5 separate regions of the Mus musculus genome follow, and all the other regions are linked to region 1. A link is a contact called in public HiChIP or PLAC-seq and promoter capture Hi-C data. All regions are on one chromosome and are shown on one strand. Each heading gives the region's core, a stretch centred on a gene start, on an enhancer-like site or on the middle of the called end of the contact. The rest is flanking DNA. Distances are from core to core; before and after follow the strand shown. Region 1 holds the start of Atp6v0a4 (ATPase, H+ transporting, lysosomal V0 subunit A4). Region 2 overlaps Creb3l2 (cAMP responsive element binding protein 3-like 2). Region 3 overlaps Creb3l2 (cAMP responsive element binding protein 3-like 2). Region 4 has its middle 36 kb from the start of Akr1d1. Region 5 has its middle 61 kb from the start of Gm33429.

Region 1 (3,385 bases), core at 234-2,733:
TCCCCTAAAAAACGTCGTCCTCAACATGTATTAATTATTAAAGTGCTCCAAAATGAAAGTTAAGTTTAATGTCTGTCCTTTCCTTCTAATTTTAGAAGTTCTGTTGAGAAACACAAACTGCAAATTTAAGTCAGCATTTTTAGGACAGAGTGCTTGGAGAAGTGCTTTTTTGCAGTCTCCTTTGTTGCTGATTTCATGTGTCCGATTCCTTCTGTATGTCATTCTTGTTAACAAGACCATAACCTCCCCGACCTGACACCTCATATGATCTCTGCTTCTAAAAATCAGGTGTGATCCTACTTGAAAACAACCCTTGAGGAGGGCGCCTCGGTCACTGTGAGCATGTCAGAGGCTTTCTGTGTAGATGTCCTGCCATGGGTGATGTGTGATCTACCAGTGGCTGGGTTCACCCATCAGTAATCAGAGCAAGACAAATGAGAGCAAAGCCCCATGTGACTCCTCCTACTGCTGTGTTGTTTCAAACTTACCAGGTCCTCTGTCAGTTTCAGAGGTCACCTGTGAAGCATCTTTTTTTTTTTTTTTTCTTTTTTTGCTCCCAACTTCCTGACACTAGATGAGTCAGCAGACATGAGTCCTGACTTCCAAGAGATTTTAGAATCTAAGCTGGATAGTACAGACAGGTATAAAAGATGGATGCTATAGATAAGCAGGGTGGCTTAGATACCCATAAAATGCAAAAGGCACAGGTGTGTTGAATATTCAGAAGTCAAAGAAATTACATGTTTGGGATTGATGAGTCTTTAGGGCAGAAGCCAGCTGCAGAAGCCACTTTGATGTTACCCAAGCCACAGCGCTAGATAAGCCTCACAGTTGTCCAGGGGAAGGGTTTAGGAATTGGGTCTTTTGTCCAAGTGACTTCGGTCTTAAGAAGAAATAGTGTTGGGAGGGAACCTGTCTAGTAACAGAGCTAGCAAATGTCCAGGCTGGTGAAGATCCGCTGAGCAAGAGCCCTGGTGTGGGGAAAGGGAGGTCAGAGTACCAGGAACTGCTGATGTCTGCTCTAAAGTACTTGAGTGGTGCTAAGCTGGGCCTTGCAGAGCTTAGCTTATAGCAGACCTTGAGCCTCCTTGGTTACAGCAGGTTGTGGATAAGTTACATCGGGCTTCATCATCTATACCTCCATTTTTTCCTCCAGTTTTTAATTTACTTTCGGAGTTTGTGTTGATTTTGATGGCACGTGACTTTTAAGCAGTAGGATTTTGCCAAGCAGAATTTTTGAAGGCATGAGGCCAGTGACCCAAAGCACAGGTGCAAGTGTGCCTGGAAGGCTTCCAGCCAAAACCAGTAATTCCCTGCTTTCTTGTATACAGAGTGTTCACTGCTATTTCAGATCTTGGTGAGTGTTCCAGTAACCAAGCCAGTCCCCAGGACACTAGTCTACGTTGGCAGGACTTCACAAGTTAATCATTCCTTAGGCCTCCCTTGGCCCTTTCATCCTGGATTCTTAGGTGGGAATCAGACACTTAGAAAGATGTTGGGTCAAGGTTCTAGGAGCAGGACAGAGTGTTCCTGTCATAGTACACACTAAGTTTCCCACTAGCAGAGTCCTCGCCATGTCATTTCTACCTCCAAAGTCATCAGAGCCTGCTTGTCCACATCTGGTCCAGGTGGGAGTACAAGGAAGGCTGCTTCTACACCCATGAGCACAAATACGTCTGTGTGGGACAGTCCACTGAACGTCGTCATTTAGTCCAGCCCATTGCAGGCATTCCTGGAACAGGTGAGAGGGTTTCTACTTCCCATGAAGTATATAGGCTTACACTCATCACCTCGTAAACAAGAACGGGCACATTTCAGGTGGCTTATTTTGTGGGGGAGGGTGCTGGAAGGGGTTGGTGGTGATTGTGGGTGTCTAAACTGGAATTCTTTTGTCCATGTTAAAAAGACTTGAAAACTGAAACGTCACGGTACAGTGTTAATTCACGCCTGTGTGTGTAACAGGACACTCAGCAATTATCTTAAGAACACACAGCAGCATTGACGTGTAGAAAGAGAATAGTAAATGCCTTTGGGAACACGGTTGAGAGCCAGCCAGGACGCAAGGGGAGCAATGAATGTCTGTGTCTGATATGCTCCTCCCAGGTTGGTGTCCCACTGGACAGGTCACAATGCAGGCTGCCTGCTTTGCCTCCTCCTGTGTTTCCCTGCTCCAGGGCCACTTCCAGGGATTACATGGAGGATCACCGATGTCTTTTCTCATGCCCACCAGATATCAAGTACTCATGACTTGACTCCCAAATGCGCCGTTACAGGGCTAAGTTAAAGCCAGACTTTAAAGTTCTGTCACGGTGGTAAGGAAAGAAACAGGAGGTGCTAGAGGAACCAAGAGTTCTGGTCATTAACTCAGTCATGCCGAGCACCAGGGCGCTGGTTCTGAAACGGTTAAGAGAAAGGCTCTGGGCTTTGCTCCCATCTCTGCACAGCGCACTGTGGAGCAGAGAGGAGGGAGACAGGAGTAGGGTTATCAGGGAAGCTTGCTCTGCCAGGCTGCTCCAGGATGCCAGCTTGTCTCTGACTCGGTTGAGGTCCATGCTCTGACTTTCTGCACCCTCGTGCTAGGCGATTCGTGTTACTATACAAAACCGCAGAAGGAATTGGGCCACCTGTGGCATCAAGACTGCAACTTGACAATCACGGTTTGCTGATCTCAAACGGGCACTTAAAGCCTGGTATGGGTGTGTGATTTAGTGACTGAGCCTGCCCTTCTGTTTGTCAGTTACGTTTCTACCCTTCAATTAGCTGCACTGTTTTCTAATGTGCTGTAGAGTTTGGAAATAATTTATGCAAGTGTTTGGTTCCCATGTTTACAATTTTTACAGCTTTCCTAGGATTTTAAAATGGAAATGTCAATAAATGCTACGAATCGGTGTGGAAGCTGTTCTTTGTGGTTCATTCCTTGGGAACACGGTGGCTTTGTAGTTTGTCAGTGGTGGTTTTTTATGCTGAGGTGACCTTTGGTTCTCTGGTTTTGAGTGCCTGCTAAGAATACCTAGTGTGGTTCTCCAAGGACTTCAGTTCACAGCATTCCATTCCTGGGAGCTGGCAGAACTGTCCCCACTTGCAGCAGTGGTACCATGCCCGCTTGCTGCTGTCCAGTGGCTCGGCTGGTGTGCCCTTAGAGCAGATGCCAGCACAGTGAAAAGATAGGACACTGTGGTGTAAAAAGGCAAATGAGAAGGGCAAAGGTCATTCCACCTTGAAAAGACAATTAAGAGGGCAAACAAGGGGTTATTTTTGAAACCCAAGAAAACGAAACTCCCTGACAACCTGAGAGCAGAAGAACGCAGAAAACAGAGGACCCCAGTAACTAAGAAAAACACGGAATCCTAGGGGCCACAAACATGGACAGCTTTGTATAAAAGAC
Region 2 (3,385 bases), core at 478-2,977, 740 kb after region 1:
CAGAAACAGTACCTTAGGTTGTCTTCCACAGGAGAGGCTGGCAAGGGTCTCAAGGAAGCTGTTTGGTAACAAGTTTTAACATGTCATGCTTACATGTTTCCCAGACAGCCTCTATAGAACATCTTTGATTTGGTTGTTCTTAGAACAACCTACTAAGATCACAAGATTCCACTTATGTCCTTTCTTAGAAAGAGATGAATGTGATCTCTGCTGCTTAGAATCACATTTTTTAAAAATCCTTTTGGTGTGACCACTATGCTTTCTACCAAGCTGTTGTAGTTGAGTCCTTTTGTGCTGGGCTATGTCATGGGTTCCCAGTAACCCAGTGGGTGGGGATATATATCTCAGGCTTCTTAGTGGTTACTTCAGGTCATCTGAGGGTTTTTTTGGTCCTCAGATTCACCCAAGCAGGAATTTGGCAATGCTGCTTAGCTCTGGTCAGTTCCCTCATAAAAGTTTGGAGAGATGGTTCAGCAGTTAGAAGCACTGGCTACTCTTCCAGGGGACCCAGATTTGATTTCCACATCTACAGGGAAACTCACAACCATCTGTAACTTCAGGCCAGGGAAATCCAAGGCCCTCTTCTGGCCTCTAGGAACCACTGCATATATGTGATGCATAGACATACGTGAAAGGCAAAACACTCACACAGCTGTACATATATATGGTAAAAAATACAGGGAAACATTATTTTAAAGCACAGGTGGGAGGGTTGCATAACATTATAATTCCTGGCTTGAAGAGCACCAAGGAATACAATGGACGTGATTAAATTTGATTGATGGAGAAGCAATCATAGGGAAGGAGAGAGATGGCTAGAGAGCCGAGATGTGGGCCTTTTGCAGAAAGGGGAAAAGCAAATATATCCATTATAAACTGATAGACTGACAGCCAGGGATGTGGCAAGTTGGTACAGCACTTGCCTCAAATGCACAAAGCCGTGGGTTGATACATAGCATGCACAAGTGGGGTCTGACCACTGCATAAACTCTGTACCTGTGTGTATGTGTGTGTGTGGGGGGGTACCTATGCATGCATATCTATAATCCCAGCACTTGGGAGGCAGAGTCAAAAAGAGCAGGAGTTCAAAATGGCATGCCTACAACATGTGTGTGTTGAATTTGTTGTCTCTAGAAGTCTGAAAGGCAGATTTTATTTCTGATTTTTGGATGAGATAGAAAGTACCAGTGACTTAGCCAAGGTTGGATGCTAAGGATAGCAGAGCTGACTTAACATACAGCCATCTCTCAGGACCTAAGGGAGGACTAGGACCAGACGGCCTCTGAGATCAGCAAAATCTGTAGACACTCAAGTCTTTTGCACAATGCCTCAATATTTGCATAAATCTACACACATGTCTTATGTACTTTAAATTATCTCTAAGTAACTTACAGAATAATGCTATGTAAATAGATGTCCGTCATGTTGTTTAGGTAATAATGGCAAGAAAAGAAGCCTGTGAATGCTCGGGAGAGAAGTGGTTGCTTGGGTCATTTGCTTGTTTGGAATCATTTTCAGCTTCAGTTCTCAGTTATTCCCATTTGCAGATGGAGAACCCACAAGCATATCCGTGAGTCCAGTGAGGGAAAAACATGGCTTCACGAGGCTAAGGTCCCCTGATGTGTGGTAGCCTCCATCATTCCAGAGGGAGGGGTCGCATATGCATAGAGTCTAATGGACCAAGAGACTGCATGGATGAATGCCAGAGCTGTGGAATTCCTGGTGCTCTTATCTACGGTGACGGAGCTGCCTCTGGCAGTGAGCACTTAAACAAGACATGGTACCTAGTACGTCTGAGACATCCCCGCCCTCTGACATAGTTGGTTCATAAATAAAACAGAGTCTGTGGAATGTACAAACTCCACGACTCCTTTACCTTTTCATACCTGGCACCTTTGGCATTAGGTCTTGAGTTAAAGGTCAGATTGCATTGCAAAGCTGTAAAAATTCCAGAGTGGCAGGGGGCTTGGGGGTGGGTGGAATTGTTTTGCGAGCCTCTGCAGTCATTTGTCGAACCTCGTGTTTGGGCTAGCCTTGACTCTGACTCATGTACCACTTTCGGCCTCTATTTCTCTCGGGTTGGAATGATCAGACTGGCACACACGGTTTTCAGAGTTTCTGTGGTTATCACTGGTCTCTGACTTCCAGGCTGTGTTATCATACACAAGTGTTCAGGAATGGCAGATGTTAGTCACTTACAGTGGACTCAAGATAGTGAGAACAAGTAACTTAACTGTGTCTTCACTGAAGGATATCAGGAACACCCTGGAATGTTGGGGCAAAGCCCAAAGGTTGGCAATAGATGGGAGCTGGGGGTGGAGGTGTGTGGGTGTACTCTCTGTTAAAGAGTAGAAGGAACCTAAAAGCTGTAGTGTGTGTGTGTGTGTGTGTAGATATTTCTAGAAGAGATTGACCAAAACCCTCTCCTTATTTACTTATATCATGAAAATATAAAGGGGCTAAAAATTGCAAACTAAAGAATACAGGAAGGAATATCAACAAGGCACCAAACAACATCCAGGAAGAGACACTTGAGAGAATTTAGCTAGAAGATGATAAATCAGAAATTTAAATCCATTTAACTCCACCTATGGGTGAGTTGAGTTTAGACTAAGCTGTGTTGGAGACTGTATGCTAATTGTGGAAGAGTTAAGAATGTAGATTTTCTAGGCTCTGGTACCTAGGACAGACCAGGCATGGGACCCCTCTGTGTTGCCAACACTCCGATCTAATGGTGGAGGTGATTCATCTGAACTTTGCCATGAAAGGAGAGAAAGGAAGAAGAAGGGGCTGGCCATGAAGACGGCTGCTCTCCACACTCCACAAGTCTGTATGGCTCCCCTTAATAATTGGAGAGAAGAGAACTACAGATTCCATATTGCTTTAGCATCGAGTGGTTAGCTCCATCGTGATTTTGAATGGCTTTCAGTAATGAAGGTCAGATTCAACTCCTTGCTAAAGTAGAAGCAAGAAAAGGACACACAGGCTCAAAATAAACCAAAAGGCCTTCACTGTCTCTCAAGGCTCTGCTGCTCTAGGAGAATCCTAGGAGCTCTCTCTGTTACCATAAGGAGATGGTCCTGCTGATGGGGTCCAAGTTAAACTTCTAAAAGCATTTCTTTGCAAAAACTAGGAATCTGAGTTGCTAGCCCTCTGGTACTGATGTGGAGGTGGGGGGTGGTGTTGGAAGTGTCAGAAAGCAAGCCAGAGACCAGAAATCCTGCCTTGCTCCTTCCAATTGCTGTCTCCACCCTATGGCTTGCCCTAGCCTTGGGAAGATAGAGTAATGGGGTGGGAGCTCTCTGTCTTCAGAAAAGCTCCAAACATTGAACATGGAAGGTAAACATCACTGTATGTTCTTGTTACCCCAACAGGGGCAGCAAAG
Region 3 (3,385 bases), core at 519-3,018, 700 kb after region 1:
ATGTTTACCTTATGCAAATAGCTTTCCTTGCTATTTAGAGGAATCTGTTAGCATGAGAAGAGTGGAGGAGGGGGACCATAATCGTGGTTGAGTGACCCATGTGGGACTACAACCCACAGCTTCACAAAGCTCATAACCCCTCCATTTTATGACACTCCTTCCCTACCCCCAGCTTCCCAGCAGAGCTGTTCTACCATGGCACTGAGGAACAGGAGTGAGGACAAGGAAGTCACATGGAGTTCCTCTGGGCTGCATCCAGTCTTGAACTTTCTGAAGAAGGTCATAAAAATAGCCTCAAGTGGTAGTACATGCCTGTAATCTAAACACTTAGGAGGAAGGGATAACCGGGTCATCACAGTTTTGAGGTCAGTCAGGGTTACATCCTGTCAAAAATAATAAATACGTGTCCATGGAAGTTGAGTTGTTCTCCTCCTCAGAGAGCCTCCTGAGACCTGGGCTGTAAGATGGTATCTCTCTTTCCTTTCATCTGGACCCGTTAACCCCATCATACAACAGAAAGTCACGGAGACGCCTCCCTATGGATGGGCCCTTTCCTACAGTGTCTCCTGACACATTCAGTGAAGCTTCAGGAAGAAGCTTCTAGAAGCCTGTGTCTAAATTTCCATCTCCCTCGGAAGTTACGCTTTTTATTTTCACGAAAATGTCACTGTGGTTCTTGGCGTTGACCGTGAGAGAGTGAGCCCTTGGCTACACAGCTGACATGTTTTAAGCAGGTACCCAAGCAGCCTCCAACAGGAGGCTTTCTGATGTCTTTGGTCTTTCATGAAATGGTCTTTGCCAACTGATAGAGAAATCCCCTGATTGAGAGACTTTTCTCTTTTACTGCTCACTTAAGAAACTCACCCCAGCCAATTTGCTTTTAGAAAAATAAAACAAACAAACAAACCAAAAAACCCCCACACCCGTCACAATTTAAAAACTATAAAAATCACAAGCACATTGGTGACCATCTTGAAAGCCCAGCAATTTAAACAGGTTAAGAACCTACTTATGCCATGAACCAAGAGTGCTCCTTCTAAGTCCTCCAGGGCTCTTGTAGTTACTGGCCAGTGTTCACGGGCCTGGAATTTTCCTATGCATTTATTCTTCCATCTTTATCACAGAGACCTTTGTTTTTATGACTGCAAAGTCAGCTGCGTCCTTTGCAACCTATGCTTACACTGATGGAAGGAAGTGGAAAGGTGAATCAGGAAAGCCTGGATTGAGAAGCCAAGGATTCCTCTACCTTCATCAGAAGCCCACTTGCCTTTCTTTGACCACCTCTCCCAAAAGAGTGGCCAGAAAGAAGGCTTTCATTATAGCTGAGCGTCTTTCTACCCAGGATGAAACCTGGATGAGAAAGGTGGATACCCCATGGCCAAGCAGCAGTGTCTGTTGTGACATCAGAGTCCCATTTGACCAGGCTTACGCAGTCATTGGTCTAGAGACGAGCTGGGAGCTGATCACAGTCCCTTCACCCAACAGATGGAGGGACTGCTTCCTTCAGAGGACGGGGACGAAATCCTCAGTGGTCCTTTGGATACTTCTGGGTGGGTGCTTGTTCTGACCTGTTAACTGTGGCTGGAACATGGGTGGAACTGGAGATGTGGGGAACAGGGAAACAGGCGGTGTTGTGTGTAGGAATCAAAAGGCGTGATTATGCTTTCTCAGGAAAAGCGGCTGGCCAACAATAATTAAGGGGCTGCCTCTGAGTGCAGGGCCTGGAATCCGGCCCTCTGGAATGATCGCAAAAACCGTTCCTTGTAAGGCTCAGCCCTGCCCCTGAGGAGTGCAGGCTAAGAGGGCTCACAGCTACAGTTGCAACGAAGAGGCACCCAAGAGGTGAATGGGAGAAGAAAGAAAGGCCATGGAGTCAGAGTAACCAGGGCCAGATGTTGGCTGCAGGGGAGTGGACTTGGAACAGGCATTTGTAAAGCTCTCCTATGTGGTGGATGGGAATCCTGCTTTGACAGTAAGCAGTTTTGTTGGTTGGAAATAGTGCTGTAACCGGCCAGAAACCTGGTGTGTTTTCCCTGCAAGAGCAGCCTAAGCCACTGATGCACAGGGGTGTTAGAGTACTCGGGTGACTATAAGCCAGTGGCTCTCAAAGTACTCTGAGACTATAAGCCAGTGGCTTTCAAAGTACTCCGAGACTTGAATTGGACTGGAAACCTCTGGAATGCTCTCTAGGATATTAGATATAGACTGTGTATTGGCACCTCTCATGAATGTTAAAAAAAAAAAGCAGCCATGTTACATCGTGTTGCTAATTAAAGGCCTCTTAACACGTTCTTGGGATTCTAACAGGTTGAAAGTGACCTTTCTGACCATCAGTGGTGGGCTCTGGCCCTGTACTCACTCACAGGTCCCTGAGTAAAGACACCATTTCCCCTCTGGTCCGGTACACTGACCTTGGCTGGCGGGCTGTTGCAGGCTCTCTGATTTGGAGCGTCAGTGGACGTTTCTGAGTTGATTGCGGTTCAGACGGGAGTATTTTCCAGCCCCTTGCTTCTTTTAACTTCTTTCCTTGTTCTTGGTATTGCTAATTCTTTTCTACACCCATTTTGAATTTTATTTGACCTCGAATTGTTAAGTTCCCTTTAAGTCACTTAAAAGCCCTTCAAAACCTGGCAAACAAGAGTGTACTTGAAGAGTGTAGATGCAGAGACTGGGCCTGGCTGAGGGCTGAGGCACTCCTGACCCCAGGACACTCACTCCATAGTCCTTGAGGCATGCAAGAGGAATTTGCCACCATCCCTGCCCACCTCTTCCACATGGCCACTGCTCTTTCCTTTCTCTCTTGGTCCCTCTGTGCCTTTGCACTCCTCCTCCTTGTTCTTGGGCCTGCCTTCCACCTTCTTCCCTTGTTTCTGCTTCTAGCAGCCTTGAACTAGGGGTTTTTCTACTCTCAGAGTGACCTCTTTCACAACAAGGACTTGGCAGCCACAGTGTTTTGGAGGGTATCGTCTACAAGGCATGTATTCCTACCTGTGTGGGGTGGATTTCTCTCTGGTGTATGGAAAGTGCATGATTTTAGTCCCAGACGTATGGGATAGCTAGGGCCAGAGGAGGAATCCCATTGTGCAAATCCACGGACTAGTGAATAAACATTGGGTCAACAGGGACAGGAGCTAGGTAGGCGTTCTTGGAGTTAGAGATGGATGAGCAAGCAGCCTGATTTCTGGTCACGAGGATAATTTCTTCCCATTTTGCCTTTCCTGTCCCTCGCTCTGTTTATCTGAAATACTGGTTCTGTAGCCCTACCCGTTCTCCAACCCATGTTTAGAAATCTCTGCTCTGTATTTTCAGAGCTGGACTAGCAAGTTGGAGGCATGTGAAACTCAGCTGCTATTTACAGGTGTCTATAAGCTTGGCGCAAGCCTCG
Region 4 (3,385 bases), core at 326-2,825, 630 kb after region 1:
AGCATAATAATTTTGAGGTCTTTCTCTGATGTTCTTCCAAGTTATAGTGATGGTTTATATATGCTTGACCCAGGGAGTGGCACTATTAGGAGGTGTGGCCTTGTAGAGTAGGTGTGTCACTATAGGCATGGGCTTAAAACCTTTATCCTAACTGCCTGGAAGCCAGTCTCCTCATAGTAGCCTTTATATGAAGATATAGAACTGTCAGCTCTGCCTGCACCATGACTGCCTGGATGCTGCCATGCTTGTGCCTTGATGATAATGGACTGAACCTCTGAACCTGTAAGCCAGCCCCAATTAAATGTTGTCCTTATAAGAGTTGCTTTGATTATGGTGTCTGTTCACAGCAGTAAAACCCTAACTAAAACAGTTACTAAATTTATTGTTTCCTCAAGAAACCAAGAACAAACTTTTTCTACAAAATCTAAAATATTATGTAATTGTTGTTACCCTTCTTTAGCAAAGCATATTAAGCTTTTGCACAAAAAGCATACGGTTATTCCCATTTTTCTTTCCTCCTCCTCCTCCTCCTCCTCCTCCTCCTCCTCCTCCTCCTCCTCTTTTTTCATGGTATCCTTCACTTTGTCTCCCATAGCTGAGCCTCCCACTGGACACCATTCTACTGGAGCCTGCTGGTCAGTCACTGAGAAAACCACAACTTGGAAGTGAGAATGATTATTAAAAACACAGAAAGAAGATACAAGAGACAGATATGGGAGGGCTACTGGCCAACACTGTGCCAGCAATGAGTGTATTTTATCGGTGACTTTTAAAGGCAAGCAACACAAAGCATGACAAATTTCAGGAAGTTAAACAATGACCACAGATACTTATGTGGTGAGTTATCTATGTTTGACTAAGTTGACTTAAGGCCATTTCCTTCAATCTAGGACATTCTCTCAAGGACCCATGTGTCAGTGGAGGAACTTGGAAGGGTATAATGCACATCTTAATTCAAAACAAAGACAAATGTATATTAGTATAGAATGAGAGGAGAGGGTACTGTCATGGTGTTTCCTGTGATAGTGACATTAATGTTTGTCCCATATTGTGGCAGCTTTCTGTGTACACATGCAAAGATTGCTACTGCCAGGGACTGAAGTCCTCAGGGAAGATCAGACACCAGTGCCAGGGATGCTTTGCCTCCTTCCCTGGATAAGCTATGAGTGATGGTCAAATGTGAGTATGGCAATAGCACTGTTCCCTCCTTCCTGTCCTAGGCTGGGGGCTCAAGTCCTGGGCAGATACACCTGTGTGGCATCATTCCAAGTCCTCTCTCCCTGGTAAGGGGAGGAGTTTTCTGAATCTGTTTTCTTTAGTGGTCAGTACTATTGCTATGAGACTTCTGATAACTGCTGCTTTTAGTTCTTCTTAGGATGCGCTGTCCTCAGGCAGAACACGTCATGTCTCTCACTACATTTAGTCTTCCTATCTCATAAGGATCCCAATGAAGAAGTGCTGCACATGAGTGAGTTATTCAGGTCATGTTCTTCCCAGAAAACAGTCCAAACCTTAGCAGACACATGTGCTCACTGTGAATCACAGCCCTCTTGCTGGGCTCTGAGTTGTCCTCAGACTAAGAAACTATTGATATTAGGACAGGGGTTTACCCTGTGAGGTCACAGAGGCCTCATCTCAGTTAACTCTGAGAATAACAAGGGGAATCCAGTGCTCAGTCATCTATCAACTCTCTACAAAACTGTTCCAAGCATCCTTGGACACACTTAGATTTGAAGAAGTAGCTGGAAGTGTTTCTCAGAGAGCTTCCTGAGAATCACCCATATTTATCTCTTGGTAGGCCTCCATCTTTTCAAAAGTCACTTTGTCCTTGAGAGGAGGAAACAGTGGACATGGCGGCTTCCTCAACTCAAATGTCTGAACCGCATCCCCTGCCTCATTGTCTCAGATTCTCTGTTGTGAGCTTGGTGTATTGTTGCCCCTCAGTCTGCAGGGTGCCATCTTCTGCCCCCTGTATCTAAATGTAACCACACACTGTTTCTGCTTCACCTCTGTGCACCATTAATATTTTAGCTTGTGTTAATTTGCAGGCTATTAGCTGAGTGCTTGCCTACAATGTCAGTGACACTTGGTTTTGAATGGAACAGTGCACAATTACATAGATAAATAGTGAATAAACATGTACAGGGTTGCTGATCACAATACATCACATTGCAGGCAGAGCCCAGCTTGTGAGGTGCAGATATCCTGGGAACACCTGCTTTTACTTGTCCCAGCCTCAGTGAGCCTTTCACCTGAATAAGTGTGACAGTGAATGAGCAGGTTTTCCAGACATATTCAAAGCCTTCTGTCCTCATGTGCCCGTAGTGGGCTTATACACAGTGTTGGTCTGGGTTTGTTATTTCTGCTTTGACCTGAGACTCTTTGTGAAGTCCATGCTTTCCATGTGCTGGAGCTGCAAGCTCTCAACCACCAAGTTTCCATTCTTCCTCATGATGGGATGGCAGATCTAAAACATGGCTGACACCCATCGCTTGTGATTGCTGGGCACCCATACCTGTCGGCCACTGTGCACTCTCTGTAGTGACCCAGAATGCTGTAAAGTTCAGTGGTTATTTGTGAAAAACTTTAAACCTTTAGCTGAATTATCCGAGCTCTGTCCTTGGAGACAATTCCTGGCCTGAGGATGTTTTATGGGAGTCACACTGTATGTGTTTGCATTCGTACATGAATATATGAATAACATGACTTATGAACATGTGTATCCTGTGTCATTTGGAGACTGTGAGTAGTCAAAGTGTCTGATGGAAGGACCAGCTTTTATAGTTGGAGGTGTAGCCACTGTCATGTCCTGAGCCTGATCATGTTGTGTCCAGCATAGGCTCATTTTGGCTCTAGTTGGCTGTCCACTGTGAAACACAAAACATCACCCTCTTTTTGGGGTGAAAAGACAAATTCTGGCCACCCCTGATTAATGAGAGCCTAAAGTGGAATTAATTCTTCAAGCCACTTGCACTAGCATCAAAGGGTTCAGTGATGTGTTAATTCTATGGGGGAAACTCATACATGTGGTTGAAGTTCAATGATGCCCCATGAGTTTACTTCACAATAACAGGAACATTTATATAGCCTTTCAACCTGCCTGATCTCTCCTAGGGCCCATAGCTTCAAGTCTCTGACAGTAGAAGTAGTGTGAGCCAAGCTGCCTATTGGTTCCTGGTGGGGATTCAGATCAGCCACTGCCCTTTCTGTTCTCATATAGAACCAAAATACTGTTTTAGAAACTTTGTCTTCTAATAGAAGCCGTGGTACCCTGCACATCTGCACTAAAACTGACACATGACACAGCATGATCATCAGGACAGTGAACAGGAATAATGGAAACATCACTAGAGGGGAAACACAACAGAAGCACAAGTCACTGTTA
Region 5 (3,385 bases), core at 528-3,027, 530 kb after region 1:
GCAGTCAAAACACACATACACAGAAAAGAAAAGAAATAAATCTTAAAAAAAAAATAAAAATAGTGATCCCTAGAGGGCTCTTCATTGCTGGAGAAAGAGGATAGGCAGTCCGGCATTTTGAGTTACACCTGGCTTCTTATCAGATACCCACGTACACACCTCGATGATCTCTATTGTTTACCTGATAAAAATAAAGCTAATACTCTCTGACATCCACAGAACTCTTATCTTCAGCTAGCTTTCCCTGTGGCCAGAGCTTTCCTTTTTGTAATGTGTCTGATCTTTGTGCTTGAAGGGTGTAGGCGAGGCTTTGGGTAGAGGTGGTACTGTGGCCGGGTGGTAGATGAAGGGGCTCAGGGAAGCTCTTCTGTCTGTCAGTGTGGAGAGCTGCTGTGTTACTCGGGTCCGCAGAGTCTCTGCTGTCTCTGTGTGTGAAATCTGACACTGTTCCCCGGGTGTGCATGAGCACTCTTTGTTCACAGCCCCTCCTCCACAGTGAAAAAAAAAAATCCTCCTAGCCCATGATATATAAATCATAAATAGACCTGTATGGTATTATAACTTGGATCTTGCCTCTGTTCCATTTGTTGTGATTTATGTCTGCTCTTCTTTTCCTCTTTATTATCTCCTTAATTGTAATCATTTTTTTTTGTTGTTGTTGTTCAGTTGCTCTGCATTTTATTTTGTTATTTCTCTTAGGAAAGTCTACTTGGCTTTAATAAGGGGAGCATCACTTAACTGAGAACAAATGAGAACATATAGCTTGAGCAGTATCTGATTTGTGAAAGAAATCTGTTGATAGAAGAGGCTCCAAGGTTTTCAGTTTGTAGTTATCATTTTTCTTGACTTGCTGGTTACACTGGGTTAATATTGTATTTAATACTGGATCACACACACACACACACACACACACACACACACACACACACGAAGAGAGAGAGAGAGAGAGAGAGAGAGAGAGAGAGAGAGAATATGACTAAGACTATCTGGAATTTTTGTTTTCCGGGGATTGTAGCTTTGAAACTGGTGACGTGAAGCGATTGCAAAGAGAGCTATAGCTATTTAGGGATGATATTTGGGCCCTGAAAACTCTACTCTGTGCTTTTCCCATGCGCAGGGTAGAATAAATTCACGAAGCTCCTTCACTGTTTCTTCTATAGAAGTGGCCACCATTCAGGGTTTCCTCCGTCCCTTTATAGATGCAAATGATCTGCTCAAATCATCTATACAAAGTGAAAAGGCCTCCTCAAATCCAATCCTTGAAGGAAATCTCCTTGAGAGTTAAATCTCAAACAAAGGAAGAATAGACCAGGGCTTATTTATCTTCTACTTGCTTTGGGGATTCCTAGGCAGATCGTACAGAAGTGAAGAAAAAAAGCTTAGGGCTATACAGTCTTTCCTCTGCTTTTCGTTTCTTCCTCCTCTGTGAAATGCAGTAGACAGGCTCGCCCAGAGGCAAGAGAGCCCAGCGGTTTCTAAACCTGAACTAGAGGGCAAAGCCTAGTAGTACTGTGAAGACCTTTGTTCTCCATTACGAGAAGATTAGAATCCAGAGGAAACTGTGTGAATGTGTGAGCGTAGGCAAATGAATAGTAATTTTTCCTTATGGGAGGCTTAGCAAGCAGGATGTAGAAGGCTTTCCTTTCGGAGATTATGAGAAATCAGACTTGAGAAGGATCTTTTCCCATATTCTGCCTCCTTTTGAGAAGAGGGCGTTTGTTATTCACAGTGCCCGAGCTAAAACAAAGATAGACTTGGGCTCCCCTAGTGGCCTCCCCTGACCTTTGCTCTTGAGAAATCCTCCCTTCCCCCATCAAAGGCAGCTAGCCTGCCAAGCACCAGTATTCTACAAAACCTCTCTTACCTTGTAAAAATGTATGTGTGAAGGGATTCAAACTCTACCTGGTAAAACTTTTGTTTATGCACAAGACCTGCTAAATCCCTGGAACGGATGGATTGGACAGTAGCCCGTCCCTCTCTTCTTTCCTTTGCTTCCTTCCTGCAGCTTTCCAAATTAGCCAATCAGAACTAGTCTGCGAGGTTGACCGCCCAATCGAAGAGAAATAACCAACTGTCGCTGCCGCCTTTCTCTAGGGATGACCATCAGGCTCCCGTGCTGGCCCTGTTCGGGATGTGATGCACTCTCTTTGCAAAAGGAAATCGCCTTGGAGTTACTTCCTCACTATTCATGTGATCCTTCCTGCAACATTGAGATTATTCTTTTCCAACACTCAGTCTTTCAGACTTTTAAAGTCAGATGAGGAGCCTTCTGGTCAGCGATGATGGAAATAGTGGTGTTCCTCCAGTTAGAGTGGAGAAAGAGAAGAGAAAAACTCTAAGAAACTGCCACGAGCAAATGAAGGAATTTGTGTACTGGGGTTGTCGTTATACTCATGATAAAATACTTCAGTAGACACATTTATGTCCTTAGGTCAGAGGACAGTTCTGTGCACTCAGTTCTTTCTTCTCTTTAAGTAAATTGCTGGCCTAAAAATGTTATTAAAAGCAACAATGGAGCAAAAAAGACTGGAAACAAATAAACATTTTGGAGAATATCATTCCCCAAATTGAGAAACAACGGAGGTTTTGCTTGTGAATCACTGGATATATCTATCCACGATCTTGCTCAGTATCATAACAATTTGCACATGCTTATATAATTTGAGCATGTTTTCATGTTACTGAGCATGCTTTTTCTAGAACCGATAATGCGACTGATAATATCGCCTCAGAACGGCTGGCATCCTGGTCGAGGATTACCAAACTCAATTTCTTCTTCCCTTCCTCTCCTTCCTCCTTTTCTGCTTATGCAGAAGATTAAAGCAAGGTGAAGGGGCCTGGGGCTGGGACAGGGGTGGGACCTGGTGCTGGGGCTGGGACAGGGTGGATCAGGGCCGGAACTAGGGGTCGGGGGTAGGACTTATAAAATACTAACATGTGTGAAAAACACATGATTATTAAATCAGCTTTGTCAATGAATTATATACAAATATACCATGGTCCTCCTACTAGATTTTTTTTTAATGGAGTAATAGGAAATTGAGTTTTGCATCATATCATGTGTGACATTTCTCTCTTCCCACATGCTTATGTAATGCTAGCATTCCTCAAGGATCCCAGATAAGAACAGTTTCATCAGGAATCTCTTATTTACAGATTTCTTTGCAAAAGATTTTCTTTCTACTCTTTCCTTTTGTAAGCGTTTGACAACCTAGTTAGCAATCGTCATGAATTAAAACAGTTCAGATCAGAAAGCTCATGACTTGAAACAAGATGCTCTAGGGCTTACATCTGTAACCTGACATGTGGGAAAGAATGAACTTGCCCTCATAGATAAACACGTGACAAGTACTTTCATACTTCCGTGTTTCTGACAGTAATACAT

The links. Promoter capture Hi-C pulls out the DNA fragments that hold promoters and counts their contacts. HiChIP or PLAC-seq counts read pairs in DNA pulled down with a chosen protein or histone mark.
Region 2: an HNF4G HiChIP or PLAC-seq map of pancreatic cancer cells shows a contact between it and region 1. The contact joins the enhancer-like site here to the promoter of Atp6v0a4 in region 1. A contact is called at or near these places in 10 of 39 promoter capture datasets (the 3T3-L1 cell line, 3T3-L1-derived adipocytes, the C10 cell line and 5 more), 1 of 115 datasets of contacts at active chromatin or transcription factors (pancreatic cancer cells) and 1 of 9 other capture datasets (embryonic stem cells).
Region 3: a promoter capture Hi-C map of the C10 cell line shows a contact between it and region 1, with 4 times the contacts expected there. The contact joins the enhancer-like site here to the promoter of Atp6v0a4 in region 1. A contact is called at or near these places in 7 of 39 promoter capture datasets (the C10 cell line, the HPC-7 cell line, cranial neural crest and 4 more) and 2 of 115 datasets of contacts at active chromatin or transcription factors (extraembryonic endoderm stem cells and pancreatic cancer cells).
Region 4: a FOXA1 HiChIP or PLAC-seq map of pancreatic cancer cells shows a contact between it and region 1. The contact joins the enhancer-like site here to the promoter of Atp6v0a4 in region 1. A contact is called at or near these places in 14 of 39 promoter capture datasets (3T3-L1-derived adipocytes, the C10 cell line, cranial neural crest and 6 more), 1 of 15 datasets of contacts at CTCF or cohesin (pro-B cells), 1 of 115 datasets of contacts at active chromatin or transcription factors (pancreatic cancer cells) and 1 of 9 other capture datasets (adipose tissue).
Region 5: a promoter capture Hi-C map of liver shows a contact between it and region 1, with 4 times the contacts expected there. The contact joins the enhancer-like site here to the promoter of Atp6v0a4 in region 1. A contact is called at or near these places in 14 of 39 promoter capture datasets (the 3T3-L1 cell line, 3T3-L1-derived adipocytes, the C10 cell line and 8 more), 1 of 15 datasets of contacts at CTCF or cohesin (pro-B cells), 3 of 484 Hi-C or Micro-C datasets (B cells, liver and neural progenitor cells) and 5 of 115 datasets of contacts at active chromatin or transcription factors (differentiating embryonic stem cells, embryonic stem cells, large pre-B cells and 1 more).

What each region holds. Positions count from the first base shown.
Region 1 is chr6:38,122,684-38,126,068 of GRCm38.p6, reverse strand. It overlaps Atp6v0a4 (ATPase, H+ transporting, lysosomal V0 subunit A4), which reads left to right and starts at 1,483. Exons shown (of 21, transcript NM_080467.3): 1 at 1,483-1,741. It overlaps D630045J12Rik (RIKEN cDNA D630045J12 gene), which reads left to right. Exons shown (of 20, transcript NM_194061.3): 20 at 1-2,895.
Region 2 is chr6:37,387,498-37,390,882 of GRCm38.p6, reverse strand. The region is part of intron 1 of Creb3l2 (cAMP responsive element binding protein 3-like 2); the gene reads left to right. Among named protein-coding and RNA genes, the nearest start is that of Gm33275, 29 kb to the left of the region's middle. Within about 2 kb of position 1,727, at least 27 of the 459 cell types and tissues checked have an H3K27ac peak or open chromatin away from gene starts, as enhancers often do. A contact at or near this core is called in pancreatic cancer cells, where this site is marked.
Region 3 is chr6:37,422,929-37,426,313 of GRCm38.p6, reverse strand. All of the region lies in intron 1 of Creb3l2 (cAMP responsive element binding protein 3-like 2), which reads left to right. Among named protein-coding and RNA genes, the nearest start is that of Gm33275, 6.6 kb to the right of the region's middle. Within about 2 kb of position 1,768, at least 53 of the 459 cell types and tissues checked have an H3K27ac peak or open chromatin away from gene starts, as enhancers often do.
Region 4 is chr6:37,492,616-37,496,000 of GRCm38.p6, reverse strand. No RefSeq gene overlaps it. Among named protein-coding and RNA genes, the nearest start is that of Akr1d1, 36 kb to the left of the region's middle. Within about 2 kb of position 1,575, at least 9 of the 459 cell types and tissues checked have an H3K27ac peak or open chromatin away from gene starts, as enhancers often do. A contact at or near this core is called in pancreatic cancer cells, where this site is marked.
Region 5 is chr6:37,590,958-37,594,342 of GRCm38.p6, reverse strand. No RefSeq gene overlaps it. Among named protein-coding and RNA genes, the nearest start is that of Gm33429, 61 kb to the right of the region's middle. Within about 2 kb of position 1,777, at least 120 of the 459 cell types and tissues checked have an H3K27ac peak or open chromatin away from gene starts, as enhancers often do. A contact at or near this core is called in 3T3-L1-derived adipocytes, B cells, embryonic stem cells and 5 more, where this site is marked.